Regions from separate parts of the Rattus norvegicus genome. Here region 1 is linked to region 2. The links are chromatin contacts, called in public Hi-C maps. All regions are on one chromosome and are shown on one strand. Each heading gives the region's core, a stretch centred on a gene start, on an enhancer-like site or on the middle of the called end of the contact. The rest is flanking DNA. Distances are from core to core; before and after follow the strand shown.

Evidence for each region. A called contact is a pair of places that touch in the nucleus more often than the background predicts.
Region 1: a Hi-C map of the A7r5 cell line shows a contact between it and region 2, with 4 times the contacts expected there. The contact joins two enhancer-like sites. A contact is called at or near these places in 9 of 12 Hi-C or Micro-C datasets (the A7r5 cell line, the Rat2 cell line, Schwann cells and 6 more) and 1 of 1 datasets of contacts at active chromatin or transcription factors (oligodendrocytes).

Annotation. Positions count from the first base shown.
Region 1 is chr13:71,956,635-71,959,516 of GRCr8, forward strand. All of the region lies in intron 3 of Rasal2 (RAS protein activator like 2), which reads right to left. Among named protein-coding and RNA genes, the nearest start is that of Rasal2, 140 kb to the right of the region's middle. Within about 2 kb of position 1,272, at least 14 of the 93 cell types and tissues checked have an H3K27ac peak or open chromatin away from gene starts, as enhancers often do. A contact at or near this core is called in the A7r5 cell line, where this site is marked.
Region 2 is chr13:71,749,333-71,752,705 of GRCr8, forward strand. No RefSeq gene overlaps it. Among named protein-coding and RNA genes, the nearest start is that of Tex35, 32 kb to the right of the region's middle. Within about 2 kb of position 2,014, at least 9 of the 93 cell types and tissues checked have an H3K27ac peak or open chromatin away from gene starts, as enhancers often do. A contact at or near this core is called in the A7r5 cell line, where this site is marked.

The DNA of each region.
Region 1 (2,882 bases), core at 22-2,521, 210 kb after region 2:
CTAGGCAAGCAATCTACCAACTGAATTACAATCCCAAGTTTAAACATTTTACTTTTGGTTGACATACTTGTATGTATCCATGAGGTAGACAGTTATGTTTAGTTAACAGATACACAAAGTAATGATCACCTCAGGATAATCAGAATATTCATCACCCACTATCATTTCTTTATGTGAAAATATTTGAAATCCTCTTTTGACTATGTAAAGATAGACAATGTGTTCTATGTAACTTTGTTTACCCTGCTGTGCTACAGAACCTGGTAACTTACTCTTCTCTAACTCTCCTCACACCCCTTCCAACCTTCGACCCCACTCCCACACCTAAGGTAACTATTACTCTACTCATAACTTTTAGGTATTTAGTTTTTAAGGTTCTAAGTACAAGTTAAATTGTAGAGGGTATTTATCTGAAGTATTTATCTAATGCATATAGGGCATCCTCCTTGTTGAGTCAACTGACAGGATATGGCTGAACACTATTCCGGCTTGATTTCTGCCTCATTTTCTAATACAAATAATCTCAATCGCAGTAGAATTAAAAGCCTGGACTTCAATAAAGTTCCCAGTGGGTGTGTGTTTATGTAGGCTACACAGGTAAGAGAGTAGCTGGCCAATGGGTGTTAAGTCACAGTGAGAGGTGAGCAAGCTCAGGTGTACTTTTACACAGTACGGTGACTACAGAAAAACAGTTCACTCTAGATTTCAGAAAGCTAGAAGAGTTTTGAAAGTTTACATCATTAAAAATAGACAAATGTTTGAAGACGTAAGTGTGTTTAGCCTACTTTTTTAAAAAAGATTTATTTTTATTTTATTTATATCCATACCAGAAGAGGCATTGAATCCCATTACAGATGGTTGTGAGCCACCATGTGGCTGCTGTTGGGAATTGAACTCAGGACCTCTGGAAGAGCAGTCAGTGCTCTTAACTGCTGAGCCATCTCTCCAGCCCGTTTAGCCTACTTTTAAACACAATGCAATAAACATGTTTATTAAAATCCAAGTCCATTAATGTGTCCTGTGTTTACATTTATGTACCAAATAAAATTGCACAAGAAAAGAAGTGTTTTGCATAGCATTCAGTTCTTGTTACATGCATATGTAAATGTATCTTTTATTCTGCTGATGTAAATGTTGTCTCCCAGGTTTACTGCCTCTGTCCACTAACCTAGGCCTCATCCTGGAAGCCCCCAGACTCCACACCCATCTTATTTGAGCCCGGAATGTTTCCAGCCTCTGAGACTCACTGCTGAATGAGCTCTCCCTTTCTAGCTCCTCTGGAATTCGGCTGGCCGGCCAGCTCAGCTGCTCTGGCTCCAACTCCTCTCCACACTGACTGATCCAATCTGGTTCTCACTCAGCCTGTGACTTTTTGCTCTACTTGGCCTCAAACTAAGTCTGACAGTCTGTGCTAATCCTCTGGCTCCTTCTCATTCTCTGGCTCAGTGTGTCTTTACCTGAGTCTAATCAGTTCTCTCTTCAACCTGTTTCTGTAAAACTTTCCTGGCAAAGCTGCTGCCTTCCTGTCTCCCTCTGCATTGTTCCTTTTTATGTCGCCTCTTTCCTCTCTGTTCTCCTGAGAGGGGCGTATCCTATTCTGTCCAAGCTTTCTCTGATTCTTCACTTTGCCACTAAATTAGACATCACTTTCGAACAGGGGAGCTTCCTTCTACAAACTAACTTTACCTTTATTGTTTGGAACTTAGGGTCTATACTAAGGGTGTGTCTTTTCCAACCCTTGGGATTAAAGGTGTGTGCTAAGGGCTGAGCCACACCACAACTAGAAACAGTTTTATTCCAAATAAGAAACACTGTCTAGGGGTTCACAGTGTGATCAAATATCCCGCAACATGCATATAGTAGGTTATCTTTCTGCAAATAGAGACAATTGTTTTTAAATTTCCCGCTGACTTTTTGTTTTTACGTTTGTTTTTCTGTTGTTCGCTTGCTTATTTTAGTGTCTGTCTTTTGTTTTACTTCATGTTTGCTAATTATAAAGAAAGTTAGCAACATTATGTCTCTCCTTTTATGATATTAAACTACCAGGAGAGTGTTGGTCTGAACATTTGCTTGAGGGGTAATGACAGTGAGGGGAGGAGGAAGGAAAAATCTTATCCTTCAATGTTCAAATATTTGTTTATTCACATTGTATATGGTAAAGTAACTTGCTTTTAATTTTCCTGGTATCTCAAAAATCCAGATACTCTGGGGATTTGGGTGCTTTTTTTCCTCCCTAAAAATATAACTAGATATATAAGTAGGAGAAGCAGTAAAATGGAAAAGAGAACATGACCCATGAATTAACCATCCTATGATACCATCTGCTTCCAAATTCTGCAGAAAAAAATCAGAATGACGGGTGGTTTCTTTGTTACTACATCAAGAGCTGGCTCTTTCAAATGCCTTTTTACCACAATCTAACTACTATTAGCTTTTACTGTGTGGGCATGGGCATGCACACAAGTGTGCACTCACATGCACACGTTTGCCTTTCTTGTTTTCCATATGCTTGAAGGACTAGGTCTTCACAATAAAACCCTTTAGTATATAGCTTTACTTGTTCTGTAGAAGGAGGATAATTAGAAGTTTAAGTTCAATGTGTTATTTCTATTCCTAGAAATCTAGGACGAATCTAAAAGCTGTTCCTGATTGTTTATCTACTCATCCCTCTTCATAGCTCATCTTCCAATCACAATAGTGTTTTATTAATATTAATGTGCTAATCCCTGTACTTTGAATGTGCAAACTGGGAACAACAACCCTGTCTATACAAAGGACCTGAATAAAATTGTCCTTTACTTGAGACATTTTACTGCCATCTGCTGGAAAACTATAAAATAACTGCAAACTGTATAACAATTTAATGAAAGGTGCCCTTAGTC
Region 2 (3,373 bases), core at 764-3,263:
GATTGTTAATGATTCCCTCCTGTACAGTGCACCCAGTCCCCAGGGTGTGGGAGGACAGTCACCGGGAGGGAGGGAGGTGCTGGTGACTCATTTCCCCAAAGATCACTCCTTGTGCTATCAGGGCCAAGATACAACACTGCTTTCAACATGCAAAACACTAGAAATCCCCAAGACTGGCAGTCTTGGTTCACCAGCCAACCTTCCAGTCTATAAGAAGTTCATGCTGCGAGGGAAGGGCATGACGGACAAGTGCATGTAAACTTTTGCCCATAGATAAAGATATTTAAGCATTTTCTTATTACAAAAAGAAATCAAGGCCTGGGGCTATAGCATAAATGTAGCTTACCTAGCATGTAGAAGGCCCTAGCTTCTATCACCAGCACCCAAAGGGGTTGGGGGGAATCTATTCTAATTCCTCAAAAGGTATGCTGATTAAAGAAATAGTGATTGACAGTTCTGAGGTCTGGGAATAACTGAGGCTCAGAGAACTGCGGGGAGACTCAGGCTCAGAGCAAAACTGTACTTAACAAAAGGAATTGGAGTCCCAGGATACAGGTTCCAAAATGGGAGGAAGGAGGAATTTCCCTACAGCAGGATTTATCTGGTGTTGGAGGTTTCAATGCTAACAAAGATATTGTTTTCTGACAGGGTCACTCACAACTTTCCAGAGAGGCCAAGCAGGGGAGAGGGGGAGGATAGGGGGTTGGGGAGACTGCCCCGGCTCAGGCAGGGGGAAAAAATGCTGTAGGGAGATCCAGAAGCTTTGGAACGGAGAGATGGCGCTTTGGAAGTAAGCTGTGTAAAGCCAACAGATTTGTGCTCCAGAAAAGTCCAAAGGAAACCGCAGGCTACCATGCCTAGGTCCTGTCTCCCCTACAGGCCTCACCTCAACTGTCCCTCTTTTCACAAGCACAAAACCAAACCTGGAGAATAGCTCATTCTCAGGTATGAAATCAAGCTTAAGCAACTACCAGAGGGTGCTAGAAAATTTGACCTCTTAGAGGGAATGCCCAGGGAGAAGAAAGATAGGTCTCTTCTCCAGTAGACCTGGCCCTCCCTGCCTGCTCTGAGAGTCTCCTACTTCCTTACTGTTACCCTCCCAGGATTTGCAAGACATGACCCTAAGGTCTGACTTTGACTACAGATCCACTGTGGCTTCTCACGCCATCACCCTCCTGAACCCACTTCTGGTCCATCTGAGGCTTAGGCAAACCCAGGGTCTCTGTGCCCGTTCTGTGAGACTCAAATCCAAGGGGAGAAAAAAAGGCAGCCATCTCTTCATGTGCATGAGACCCTAATCGGTTGCTCGCCTAGATCCGTTCTGCAATCCCAGGACAGAGCTCAGGGGTCTGCGCCACCCAGTGGGAGATACCGGAACTGCATGCAAGCCGTGATCCTGGCCTTCTCCCGGGGCACACTGCAGAGCACAACACATTTAGAAGAGTGGCCCAAAACCCAGAGCACTTTCCCTAGGGGGTTGCTATCATTCTTCTGGTTCTTATGCCAGGAATAAACTAATTTTTTTTCTGAAAAGCCTTCCCCTTGTCTCCAGAGAAAATAAACGGCAGTGGCAGTAATGCCAATAGTACAGCTAGTGACACCTATCATGCCAATGGACTTCAAATTCTCCCTACTTCCCATGTCCTAGGCCAGTGCACTGGCAGCCCAGGGTAGAGCTGGACGTCTTCAGAACTATTACTACATGGAAGCTTGCAGCCCTGGGTTAAACATTACACAGTCCCCAAGCGGTCCTTGCCCTTTAGTCCTGGATGCCCATTAAGCAGAAGCGACCCACCCATGCCTGCCTCCTGCGAGGGTGGCCAAGGGCGCCTGGCTTTTCTTTTTCCGCCTTCAAGAAGAGAAGGGTTATTCTATGTTGCCAACTTTGCCTATCTATGGGAGCAGAGAAAAGAAGGGAGTCCTCCCTTAGCGGGGGGGTGGGGTGGGGTGGTGGTGCTACAAGCTGGCACCAGAACACAGGCAGCCACAGGTGCACCTCTGCCACCCCCCAACGTGCTGCAGCGCCACCTGGCGGCCAGAATGGCACTCAGCGAGGAGAGCTGGCCTGTCGCTCCACTCCACCTGGCGTCCCGAGGCGGTCATCCTGTCCCGCACTGGGTGGGAGTCTCCGGAGGAAAGATTCGTTCTGCTAACTGTTTCAGAGGTTTGGGTCTTCAGGGGAGGGGCTGTGTTCTGAGGCCATGGCAAAACGACATGACTTCTCGTGGCAAGTCTGTTCCCCCTTCGTGACACCGAAAGGCAAAGAGAAAATGAGGCAGGCTGGGGACTTAGGGTCTCCTTAAGGGTACACCCCAGTGTCCCAAGCTCTCCCCCCTATCTCTGACTTCCCACGTGCTCATGCATACGCGCGCGCGCGCGCGCACACACACACACACACACACACACACACACACACACACGAAAACTGTTGAGAATCAGATGGGGTGCGTATCTGAAAAACGGAAACTGTTGATGGATTTGAGTGTAGTGTATGAGGGAGGAAAAACCAAATGACTCATGGGATGGCTTGTCCTGAGCATTTTCAGTAAGAAAAACAAAAGCTAACACCCACTGTCAGCAGGATAAAATTTAAAACCCTTCGCGTATTTTTAAAGTCTTTAAATTTCACAGCACTCCTATGAGCTAAGTGTTATTGTCCCCATTCTCTAGGAGAGGAAACTGAGGCACAGAAAGTTTATATAAAGTCACACAGCTATCAACTGGAGAGATTCCGACAAGAGAGCACTGCTACATCAGGCTCCCTCTTTCAAAAGATTTAAAACCACAACTATTTAATTATTTGTTTTATTGACTTATTTATTTACTTAGGTATGAGGGCATATGTGCCATGGCATGGTTGTATAGGTCAGAGGATAACTTTTCAGCGGTGATTCTCTTCTTCTACTATGGAGGTCCTGGGGGTTCAAAGCCAAGCTTTTAGCTTTAGCAGCAAGCCCCTTGACCCACTGAACCATCTCACCCACCCCTGCTCTCCATCTTGGTAAAAGAGAAATGTTATTACCTGAGACAGAACTGACAGGCAGGGTGGGAAATGGGTGGGTTTCACCACCAGGAAAGAGGGATGACAACTTCTAGTTTGAGTGTGTTCTGAGATGCTGTGTAAAGAGATGCCACGTGGAGGGCGTCCCTTTAGAAGGGGTGCAGAGGACTGTGGGAGGCGGGGGGACGATGCCAGGTCTAGAGTGAGTGATGGTGGAGGCAGACCATTGGGCATTCTTTCAGTCCTCCGGGAGCTGGGACAGGATAATGCTTAGGAAATGTTCTCCTCAGAGGACCCCAGGAAGATGCTGCCTTTGTTCCACAAATGCCTCATGGGTATTCACAGGCCCCCTACCCTGCCCGACTCCAGAGA